Regions from separate parts of the Anser cygnoides genome. Here region 2 is linked to region 1. Evidence: chromatin contacts called from public Hi-C data. All regions are on one chromosome and are shown on one strand. The core of a region is the stretch at or near the end of the contact, and the rest is flanking DNA. Distances in the headings are between cores, read along the strand shown.

The links. Hi-C and Micro-C count contacts between places; a contact is called where the count stands out from the background.
Region 2: a contact with region 1 is called in a Hi-C map of liver, with 3 times the contacts expected there. The contact joins the promoter of MXI1 here to the enhancer-like site in region 1. A contact is called at or near these places in 5 of 7 Hi-C or Micro-C datasets (blood, granulosa cells and liver).

The regions. Positions count from the first base shown.
Region 1 is chr7:11,008,226-11,014,171 of Taihu_goose_T2T_genome, forward strand. It overlaps MXI1 (MAX interactor 1, dimerization protein), which reads right to left. Exons shown (of 6, transcript XM_067000762.1): 4 at 5,745-5,859; 5 at 3,716-3,887; 6 at 466-2,343. The coding sequence ends at 2,180. Among named protein-coding and RNA genes, the nearest start is that of SMNDC1, 19 kb to the left of the region's middle. Within about 2 kb of position 4,231, at least 2 of the 3 cell types and tissues checked have open chromatin away from gene starts, as enhancers often do.
Region 2 is chr7:11,058,480-11,063,958 of Taihu_goose_T2T_genome, forward strand. MXI1 (MAX interactor 1, dimerization protein) reads right to left here and starts at 2,647. Exons shown (of 6, transcript XM_067000762.1): 1 at 2,399-2,647. The coding sequence starts at 2,573.

The DNA.
Region 1 (5,946 bases), core at 2,981-5,480:
ACCCTCGGGCCCTATTAATTAACCTGGAGCTCAATTCAGCCTGCGACAGGCTCCTCTTCCTGCCAGGTCACCTCCCAGAAGGAAGGAGAACAGATGTGCTGTGTTACATACGCACGAGTGAAAACACATTTAACAACAGCAACCTGACCCAGACTCAATAAACAAATTAATAAAAATAGAGGAAAAAGAAAAAGAAAACCACACAAAACCAGAAATAGTTCATCACAGCCACAGAAAGATTATTTCTCTACTCAAGCACGGGTGTTGTGCCTCTTAACAAGGGACAACACATTTTGAAGAAGAGTGGGGGACACAGGGGAATATTTAAACAGAGGCAATTCACCGTAACGCATAACTCGACAGCAGAACCACTCAGGATCTTCTCTTCACAGGATCAAAGGGCACGAGAAGAACAAAGGGTCAGCTGAAGTGATACGAATGACCAAGATGGAAGAACACAACTCATTTCAGATACAGAAATGTTTAATGGCGTTAAAGTGCTACTTTAATGGGGACCATATGCTAACATTTAAACACAATTCCACTGCACTGCTAAATATGGTTGTCTTTATTTTTTATTTACTTTATTTACTTCTTTTTGCCCAACCCTACCTAAAACAATAAAATAAAGTCTAAAGGACTGAAATTAACAACCCATTCAAATCAGCAATAAGTTATGAATTTTATAAAGCATTTTTTTTTCCTCTTCTTTTCTTAGTAATGAGGGGTAGTTAAATTACTTAAGGATATACAAAGTTTCAAACAATGCCATAGGTGAGGACTCTATCAAGGTTTTTAAAACTTGGAAAAAACGAAATAATCCTGGCCATTAAAAAGACAAAAATAAAAAACAGCAAAGCCCTCAAAGTGCAGGTTAGAATGCTCATCTCTGAGAAAATTAGAAAACATTTGCTAGAATAGCTCTTAACAGCACCTGCACAGGTAAGATGGCAAGGCCCTTGGGAACAGGACGTGCAGTCAAAACATTACATTAACGTGAGAGACGTGCTGAGCTTAACTAGGTTAACTACTGGACTGGAACTTCAAAAGTCAGCAGAGGGAATGATTCTAAAAAGAAAACCAAAGGAACCCTCACCGAACTTGGCCTTCTCCAGCTAGCACAGCCTTCATCCATTATGTGCACGGCAAAAAGCATTTTGCATTTCATTGGGTCAAGTGCTTCATCAAAACAGAGATCTTCTCATGGCGTAAATTCATATAAAAGACATCTAAGGTTTAATATGGACAAGCTCTAAAAAGACGCATCAGACTTGGGGTGTTTTCCCTCCCAACACATTTACAAACGTTTATCAAAAAATCTCTTCAAATAAAAAGGTCATAGTGGCTCAGTATCTGGGCACGACTTTCTGGCATATCGCCTCTCGTGTGTGCTGGTTTCTTTCTGCCCTCAGCTGGTTGTGTGCCTGCGCGTGGGCACGCATCTACCGGGAGATCTGCTGTCGCTGTCACAGCACGACACAGCCCATGATGTGCTGGTAGATTACAAGCGTGTACCCCTCGCTTTAGCCACGCGTCAGAGGTACTTGCTTTTTAAATGATGTCCAACAGAAAGCTGAGCTGAATGGTATTCTCTCCTGTACATCTCTTTTCACTGCCCCTCTCTCTGGGCACAGAATGAGACCTTAATCATTACTGTTGTTGTTTCTAGGCTACTTATGCCCTCACAGATTTCCTATTACATTACGACAGCATTGGATTGTGATAAACTGTAGGACATGGTCCTTTTAGGACCACAAAAGCTCTTCAGAAGGGCCTAAACAAGGTTGTTCAACCTGAATGCAGTGTAAGAAATTCTGACATTTCTCAGATCTCATGACAGAAAGAGAGGGATGAGTCTCTAGTATCCTCTTTCAAACAAAGAAATTCAAAACAAAGTGTTTCATCGCTAAGGTCTAGATCCAGGTCCCACAGAAACAAATGGACATCACGGACTTCAATGGGACTAGGGTTTGGTCTAACTTTTGGCCAGCAGGAATTGGGATTGGTAATGTGACCAAATGAACACGTGGGTTTCTTCCCTCACCCCAAAGGTTTTATTTACAGGTCTCTTCAGGACTAGCTGTCAACGTGTCATTTCTGAAAGAGGATACTGGCATCTAGGACCCAGTTTGATCACCCCAGTGAAATCTTTCGCCCTGCACTGTCATCTCACTTGGTTCTAGGAAGCAAAGGAGAGCTTGACACTGGCGCTGGAGTAACCCTCGTCACTCCCAATACTCTGCAAGCTGCTGTGATCATCAATGTCACTGATGCTGGTTGTGCTGATATTGTCCACTTCTCCATGGGAGAACTCTGTGCTTTCAACGTCCACTTCAATCTCTTCTAAAAAGGGAAATGAGAGAAACACACACAGGTTAGCATCACAAACCCAACTGCTTCCTTCAAGCCAGCTGCCAGGAGGTCACTGCAGCAGCAGCCTGGCAGGAAGACTCTCGGTGTTTTCCCTTGGGGTAGGATAGGCTATGGACATGATTTGGGAAAGGACTAGCTACCAGCCTGGAGCTTTTCACAGGGACTTTGCAAAGGGGCTTGACTCCTCCAGAATGCAAAACACACTGTCAGTATAAGTGGGCCATCTCATGCACTGAACTTGTTACTCTGCCTCTGTTCTTTGGAACGGTATTACCCCCGTGTTGGAAACAAACAAACAACAACAAAAAAGAAACACAGACAGAACAGAGGACAAGAGAGAAAATAGAGCATAAGTCACCCCTAAAGTTACCCCTACCTGTAACATGCTATTCGATTGATATCACTTTGCCAAAAGTGGGACCACCCATTATAATGGGCATTATAATGCATTAAGATGAGGGTCTGAGTTACTTTCAGAGCTACTGAGTGGACCTAAGAGCTTAAATCCTGTTTTTAAGAGGGTATTAGAAAGCAGATTATCTTGATTTCCATAGCATTCAGGAATTTTCCAAAAGGATTTTTTTTTTTTCCAAACTGTAGACTCAAACCCGAACTACATGGCATGCTTGAGTCTGTTAGTAAATATCAAGCTATCTACTGTGCCCACCTGGGATCCACAGCAGAGGTGTTTCAAAAAAGAAAATTATCTGAATTCAGTTAGCCATTCAGACCATCTCTATCCAGTTTTAACTGAGATGAACAGTATGGGAAGCTTGGAAAAGAAAGGGGGTTGGTGGTAGAATGATTCTTGGAGTTTTAAGAGACAGTTTGCTTGGTTATGCCACGGTAGGCCCAAATACAGGAAATATATTGGAGAGCATGAGAAGTTGCTTTGCAACATCTGCTCCAGCCCCAATAATATCTTTCTTAGATATTCTCTTTGTGTTGCTGAGAGATACAAAAAAGGGACAATGCATATAACATCTTTAACATCAGGTATTTATCTACCATCTTGTGACCACTGCAAATTACTTTGCGTAACTGATGCTTTCGTATTTTAGAGAGCTCTTCAGAGAAGCAGTATCACTTTAAATGCCACCGAAATCATCCTGAGATGACAATGGCAACACTTCTTCCAAACTTAACTGTAACTCAAACAAAAGGCAAAACTTTTTGTATGTAAGTGTGTGCATATGTATGCAAGTACATGTGTAAGCAAAATCAGTAGCCTAAATAGCAGAAGTCAGAGAGAAGGGGGTAGCTGAGAGACAAGAAATGGATCAGCCCCCTGCCCCCTCTTCTCAGAGTCCCGGGGATTCCCTGCCAGCTCAGTGACACCCACCTCGCTCCGAGTCTGAGCGATCAGAGGAAATGGTAGATCCAATGCTGTCCATTCGTATTCGCTCTATCTCCTGAGACCCCTGTAGTTGTTCCAGTCTTCTCTTTAGGAATCTTTGTTCTCGTTCCAGGTTCTCAAGCTGGTGTTGGCTTCTCCTCTCGGTCTCTTCAAGTTTCTGACATGATCAAATATGGCTCAGTAATAGGTTTCATTCTTTTCTCCTTCCCTCCCACCCCCACTGTCCAGCCACCTGCTTTACTTAGACGTTCCCAGGCCCCTGAAGGATTTAAGCTGCAAAAGAGCACTGAAACAAGCTGCTTTCCCCTTTCCAGGAGTTGTGCTGTCTCCTCACAACTCTTCCTGTTCCCAGGCTCTGATAAATCACACATGCATTGGTATCAAAAGGCTTTGAAGACAGAGCCTCTCCAGAGGAAGCGATAGGAACCGTAGCACTGTGGGCCATTCTGCCTGAGCTCAGCCCCCTGCATTACCACATCTGTCCACAAAGGGGCCTCGATGCCCTTAACCAAACCAACCCAGCGTTAAAATCAGCTGTCACATAAAAACGTGCCCCGGGAGCTCCGTGTTCCTTGCTGCATGGTTTAGCAGGATTTCTCAGAAACAGTTTTCTATTTAGTAAGTGATTTACATAACCTACTACAGATTTCTTTGATCACAGCTGGGAAATCTACCAGGGCACTGTTCTTTGTTTCCTAGGACAAGCACATTGCATAAGGAGGAGTCATTTCAGGCTAACCCCGTCCCTTCAGCAGGGCTTTTTCTCCTTCGCCACCCATCCTCCCTCCCACTATCCTGGGCTGTGACAAAGGGTTCCAGCCTTTTCCAGATATTGACAATGCTGCGTTTTCTCTTTGTGCTTCACTCTGCCAGGAGTGAAACTAGATGAGTGTTGGGCTGGCTGGCTGGCTCCCACACGGAACTTCAGCAAGCCAGCCCTGGCTTACCCTCCTGGGATTTGCACCAATGTTTTGGCAATGGAAACTCACTGGCACATCAGAAGAAAAGGTGCATTTCCCATCAAAATGGGGTCATTCAACAGTAGGTATGTTTTTCTCGTAAGAGCTGTTGCTGTCAACAACTGATGACGATACAGAATAAGGCTCCTGCTTTCCAAATCAATCATTTCCACAATTAACAGAGTTCCTTATGGACTCTCCTAACAATGTGGCTTGTAGTAATGATAAATGATTAACCGAAGAGACAATGCTTGCTTGTTGCTTTATATATATATACACACACATAAAATGTAAATAATTAGATATATATGTATATTAACATATCAACATGTACTACTAGTAGTTAAGAATTAGAATGAGTATTAGAAGTATTAGAACGAGTCCAGAGGAGGGCCATGAAGATAATCAAAGGGCTGGAGCTCCTCTCCTATGGAGAGGGACTGAGAGAGCTGGGTCTGTTCAGCCTGGAGAAGAGAAGGCTCCGGGGAGAGCTCATTGCAGCCTTCCAGTACCTAAAGGGGGCCTGCAGGAAAGCTGGGAGGGACTCTTTGTCAGGGGGTGTCGTGATAGGACAAGGGGGAATGGTTTTAAACTAAAAAACGGTAGGTTTAGATTAGGTATTAGGAAGAAATTCTTCACTCAGAGGGTGGTGAGGCGCTGGTGCAGGCTGCCCAGAGAAGCTGTGGCTGCCCCATTGCTGGAGGTGTTCAAGGCCAGGCTGGATAGGGCTTTGAGCAACCTGGTGTGGTGGGAGGTGTCCCTGCCACTGGCAGGGGGTTGGACTTAGATGATCTTTAGGGTCCCTTCCAACCCAAACCATTCTGTGATTCTATGGCATAAGGTTTGATTTTTGTGTGGTCTTGTGTGGATCCAGGAGTTGGACTCTGTGATCCTTGGGGGTCCCTTCCAACTCGCGGTATTATGTGCTTATTTGATTAAGGAAAGACCTCGGTCTCCTTCGACGCAGAGTTAACCTCTAGGCAGCAAGAGCGAGCTATTGGATTGCACTTCCAAACCAGCCCCGCCAGAAAGCAGCTGGGAGAAGCAGCTCTTACCTTGATATGTGCTTTGGCTTTGTTGAGCAGCCCAAGCGTCGTGTGCCTGGTGCAGTCTGGTCCGAGCGGTATCAGAACTTTCAAGCGTTCGAGACACAGGCGGAGGTGAGCTCGGCTGTAAGGGGAGAAGAGGAGATCAGAGCCGTGCTTTCGGGAAGGGAACACCATTTCTTTCTCTGCCTCCCTTCTAGGAGGCACTTTT
Region 2 (5,479 bases), core at 1,397-3,896, 49 kb after region 1:
CATGCTGCAGGAAGCAGGCGGGTGCCGAGTCTGCCTGCCGCCAGCCGGGACACAGCTCCCATCACCCGGCTTCTGGGGCTGGACTCCTTTGTCACTGCTAATTGCCAGGTAGGAGACCGCGCAGATAAGCGAGGAGCCATTATCAGCGTCTGGCAGCCAGCAAGGGGTGCAGCGAGCAATCCTGCCTGCTCTGGCAGACTAAAGGGCAGCGTATCCTCCTGGTGCAATAACCTGAGCTGAGCACGCAAATCTCTCCCCAGCCAGGCCAGGTATATACCCTAGGACGTAACCCTCCTGCCTCTGCAGCTGTTCCCCAGTTCAAACCGGGCCCGTCGTGCTCGGAGGTTGTTTTCCAGTTCCAGCAGCATTTCTCTTTGTTTGGGAGCAACACGTCAAAGCTGCCTGTTCTACCACGGTCACGTCTCGAGCAGCACGTTCAATAGCCCAGCCCTGCGCTAAACGGGACTTTTCAACCTAAAACGTCCCGACTGCCAACAAAAAAAAAAACTGAAAGATGTTGCAGAATCTCCTAAGAGAAGCGAGGAGTTTAATTGCTGGGACCGTGATTATCGTCAGCGGAAGATTCAGTGTAAACAACTCGGATGTGAACGCTTTCTTTCCAAAATAAAGCAACCAAAATCCCGTATCCCCGTGTTCTGCTCATGCAGCAGAGCCAGCAAGTTACACCGATCAGCCCGTTTTTCGGTCCCAAACACCAAAAGGATGCGTTTTTTACAAAGCACGCAAAACACCCGATGCCATCCACGTCACGGGCAAGAAGAATTCCGCCAGCCTCCCCCAGCAGGAGAAAGCACCGCGACAACACGGGTTTTCCTAGCTCCCCTCCGAGTCGCGAGCGCTCCTTAAAGAGACAAAAACAAGCGGAAGGTCTCAGCTAGGATTTCTGAAGCAACTGCGGCTGGTTTTTGCTGCTCGCTCCTGGCCTTTCCCTGCGTGCGGCCGCCCCTGGGCTGCTCTGCTCCTCCGCTGCGTGGCCGTGCAGACTCATTATGAAACGACAAATCGTAAACGGGAGGTGAAAAGCCGCTGTTATTGCAAGTTTTGGGAAGGGGAAAGGCTGAGAATGAGGGGCTTGGGGACCACCAGCGGCGGGGTCCCCAGCACAAAGCGGGGGTGCCCCGTACGGGGGCCCTGCGGCCATCGGAGCGGGGCGAGGGGGTGACGCTGTGATGGAGGCGTGCCGTGAGGGGCTGCGGGGTGCCGCTGCCGGTGCTGTGCGGAGTTTGGCGGAGAAGAAAAACGCAGCTGGAGGAAGAGGAGGAAAAGGAGAAAAAGGGGAAAAGAGAAAGCAGGGAGTAAAAAAAAAAAAGAGATAGAGAAATAAAAGAGATAAGAGCAAAATAAGAGGGAAAAATGGGGAAAATAAAAGAAGGAAAAAAGAAAAAAATGAAATAAAAGTGAAGGGATAGATGCGGACGAGGAGGGCGCGGAGGCACCCGGGGAGGGGACACCCGGGGACACCAGGGGACACCAGGGGACACCAGGGGACACCAGGGCACCCGGCGGCACCCGGCAGCCCCGGGCTCACCCCGCCGCCCCCCCCCCCCGCCCCGCTCCGCGCCCCGCTCAGCAACACGTGACGTCACGAGGGGGGGGGACCCCGGCGCCGCGCATTGGCGGAGCGTCGCGCCAGGCCCCGCCCCGCGGGAGGCGCCCGCCAATCGGCGCGCCGGGCTGCCTCCATGTGCGAACCATGCGCCCGCGGGGGCGGGGCCGGGGGCTGCCCGCTCGGGCTCGGCGCAGCTCCGCGGGCGCGCAGCGCGGCTCGCCCCGCTCCCCGCTCCGCTCCGTTCGCTCCGCGCAGCGCGGTGATCGCGGCGCAGCGCCAGCAGCGCAGCGCGGTGTGACGCCGTGCAGCGCAATGCAATGCAATGCAACGCAATGCAAAGCAGCGCCCCGGGGCACGGCGGCCCCTTTGTTCCCAGCACGCCTTCACTTCAGCCTTCAGCCCCCCCCCCCTTAGCCCCTTCCCCGCTCCGCGGGGGGGGGGGGGGGGAATCGCGCAGTTTGCGCGCATCCTCCGCGCAGCGGGAGGCCGGCCGCCACCCCGCAGCGGCCGCTCGCCCTGCCTTGCCTTGCCCTGCCTTGCCCCGCGGCTACCTGGCGAGCGCCGCCGCTTGCCTACGTGACTGTGCCCATGCCCCGGCGGGGGCAGCGGGGACGCGCCGCCGCCTCCTCCCCCCCCCGCGGAACCCCCCCCCGGGCTGCGGACCGCCCCCCCCCGGCCGTGGGACACCGACCCGAGCCGTGGGGCAGGGGGGGCACACGGCGGGGGTGCCGGGGACCCGGGGGGTGCCAGCCCCGTGGCGCTGCGCCGCTGCCCCCCCAGCCCCGAGTAGTGCCTTTATGCCCCCCCCCCCCCGGCTCGCTCACTCACTTTTATTCTCCTTCTCGATCCGCTCCAGGTAGCTGGCGGCCTCCAGCAGCACCTGCACGTTGCGCAGGAAGGTGTCCATGCCCGCGTTGCACAGCTCCCCCAGGGGGCAGCGGGCCCCGCCGGCCGCCCCCGCTCCCCCCCGCGGCTCCCTCCGCGGCCGGCCGCGCTTCCCCATGCCCCGGCGGCTCCCAGCCCCGGGCCCTGCGCGGCGGCGGCGGCGGCGGCGGCGCTGCGTGTGCGGCCGTGGGGCCCTGTGCGGCGGGGCCCGGCGCCGCCGCGGTCCTAGCGCTGCCGCTGTGGCGCTGCTTCGGGCCCCGGGGCCGCCGCCGCCGGCCCGCCCCTTCCCCGCTCCCCGACGGGGCGGCCCGGCCCGGCCCCGCCTGCGGGGAGCTGCGGCGGCGGGGTTGGGAGGTGTGCTGCCGCCCCGTGTCGCCCCGTGTCGCCTCACGTCGCCCCACACGTGTTCCCGCTGCTGTGTCCCCCCTCAGGGATGCCTGTCGCTGTCACGCCAAGCTCTTAGGGCCACCCAGGGTCCCCAAGCACAGCCCCGGCTTCACCCCTCGAGGGGTGTCGACACCAAGCCGGCCGAGGTTTTTGAGCGGTGTCCCCGCCAGTTTTGAGGGGACCCCCGGCCGCAAGGTGCCCCCCGACATCAGGGGACCCCCGGCTGCGAGCATGGCCCTGGTGCCCCCCCACGTCACGTCCAGCCACGTTAGGGAGCGATAATTGGCACCTGCGGTGTCACGGGGACCTGAGTCACCGGGAGCGGGCTAACCCCAGAGAGCAGTGCATGGAGTGAAGTCCCTCGGGCTCCCCAGTGCTTTGGGGAAGAACGGCGGCAGCATTTCGGCCGTCACACGCGCCTCGTGGGGCATGTGCCAGGGCCGGGCCGGGCTGTGTGACCACATGCCAGCGGCACCGTGTGCCCACCTCGGCCCTGCCTGGCTGCTTGAGGTGACGGCACCTTGTCTGAGCGGGGATTTCAGTGACACAATTCGTCCTGTCATCACGGCTGGCCGAGTGCCCCCAGCGCCACCCAAAACGGGATGGCTGGGTGTTGGTGATGCCGGCACCGAGAGCCAGCCACGTTTCAGGGTGCCTGGAGACGAGGGGGGGGGGTGCGGGGCAGAGCCGGCTGTGCCAGGAGCACAGCGGGACGGGACACGCTGCTCGGCACCGCAAGACGGTGGGAAGACGAGGGGCCGAGCCGGGCAGGGGGGGCATGGGAGCCAGGGCTGTGCTGGAGATACAGCCAGGCAGGCCAAGGGCTCCAGATGTACTTTGTTTTATTCACTCCGCTAAGTAGCTGAGGTAAGACACGGTTTCAGGTCACATGCCTGGTGTCTGCATCCTCAGTTACCTTCTGCAGTTCTTGGTCCTCCGTGTACATACACGGCCCTTCTCCTAGGATCTCGTAACGCCCTGTTCAAATCAGGGCTGTGCGGCGTCCTGCTTTTTCCCATGTGACAACGCCAGGTCTGAAGCCAGCGCAATCACCATTTTGAGACGCTTCCCTATTAGCTTAGTTCCAAAACTATTATTATTATTATTAAGTTACTTCCACAGAGAAAAGCAATCAGAATTATAACTCTCTCAGAACGGCTTTGTGCTGGAATTGTTCAAGCAGCTCTTGTGCACGTGGCCAGGCCGCGGGGTGCCCCGGGTGCCCCCAAGAAATGGGGTGGCTCTGTGCAGCTCTGAGCCCCAGTGACAGCCCCAGTGCCCTGCCCGGGGGCACTGCCCCAGCCCCTCAGTGCTCCATTTCTTCTAAATTTCTTTGGGCATCCGTTCTCAGCCATCGACAGCAGCAGGATGCCGAATTGGCCTGGCTGTCCTTGTGCTCTGCTACCCACACCTGTAGCAGCCCCACACCACAGCTCCCACGTGGATACAGGTCTGTGCAGAGATGGGTCCTTGGTGGGACTCGGACACCCGTCACGGGGACAGTCCTCGCACCGTGCTGTCTGTATGGGCACGGCCCATACCTGCCTGTCCTGCCTGCCGCTGCGATGTTCCCTGGGGAGTGGGGTAGGGAGGTAGCACTGCCACGAGGAGGGCCTGAGGAGAGGCCGGGATGCTGGGTTTCCAAGGGAATGGACCCGGGAGAAATGGGGTTTCCATGGGATATGGTCTGGTTTACATGCAGGGGCATTTCCATGGACATTTCCCCTGCCAGCATTGCCCCCCTGGGCATGCCACATCCCAGCAAGGCCCGTCTCTCTGCTCCCACTGTGCACGGGAAGGACGGGACACAAACAGAGCAGTGAGGGAGAAGGTTTTGCAATATCGCCGGCTCCACACACCCAGCGACCGCAGTCCGGCACCCCATGCACGTTAGCCGAAATTCAGCCAGCTGGGCCGGGCTCCCTTCATTTGCCTTCTTGTTTGCATCGTTTAACCTTTGAGCTCCCCCCGAGGTTTTAGTGTCAGGCTTCTCTCCGCAGGGCAGTGGCGGAGCTGCTTTGCCGGGCAGAAGCGGAGGGGCTGGCTGCACACCTATGGATCTGCTCAGGGGAGCCGGGGCGAGCTGGGGCGAGGTGCTGGCACAGCCCGGCTGCCCACGCCATCGGCAAACCCTCGCCCCCTTCCTCCTGCCCCTGTGGTAGCTGTGCCTGCAAAACGAGGCTGCAGCATGTGAGGGCTCCTTGCCCGAGCCCTCCCCGGGTGGAGGAGGCTGTAAATCACCCCTCGGACGGACTGTGTGGGATGTGGAGGCAGTGAAAGGGTTGGGGGCCAGAACAGCTCTGGGTTTCGGTCTGCAAAGTCTCCTGGACGCATCTGCTCTCTCTCCTTTATGGCTAACGCCATCGTAATCCTTTTACAAAATTTCACCTGCAGTCTGCTGCTGCCCTTTTGGAAGGACGAACCTGTTTTCCAAGTGATAATTGCACTGCCCATCTGTCAAGGGCAGACATTTCTCACTGCTCGATAGCGGTACCAAGATAGTGGGAAAGAAAAAAAAATAAATAAAAAATGGCTTGGAGGGCTAGTGTATCTCTTTTTTTTTTTTTTTTGGTGGTGGTGGTGGTGGTGCCACAGTGTGTGTGGTCACAGACTAGAGCTGGACTGGAGCAGCTGGAG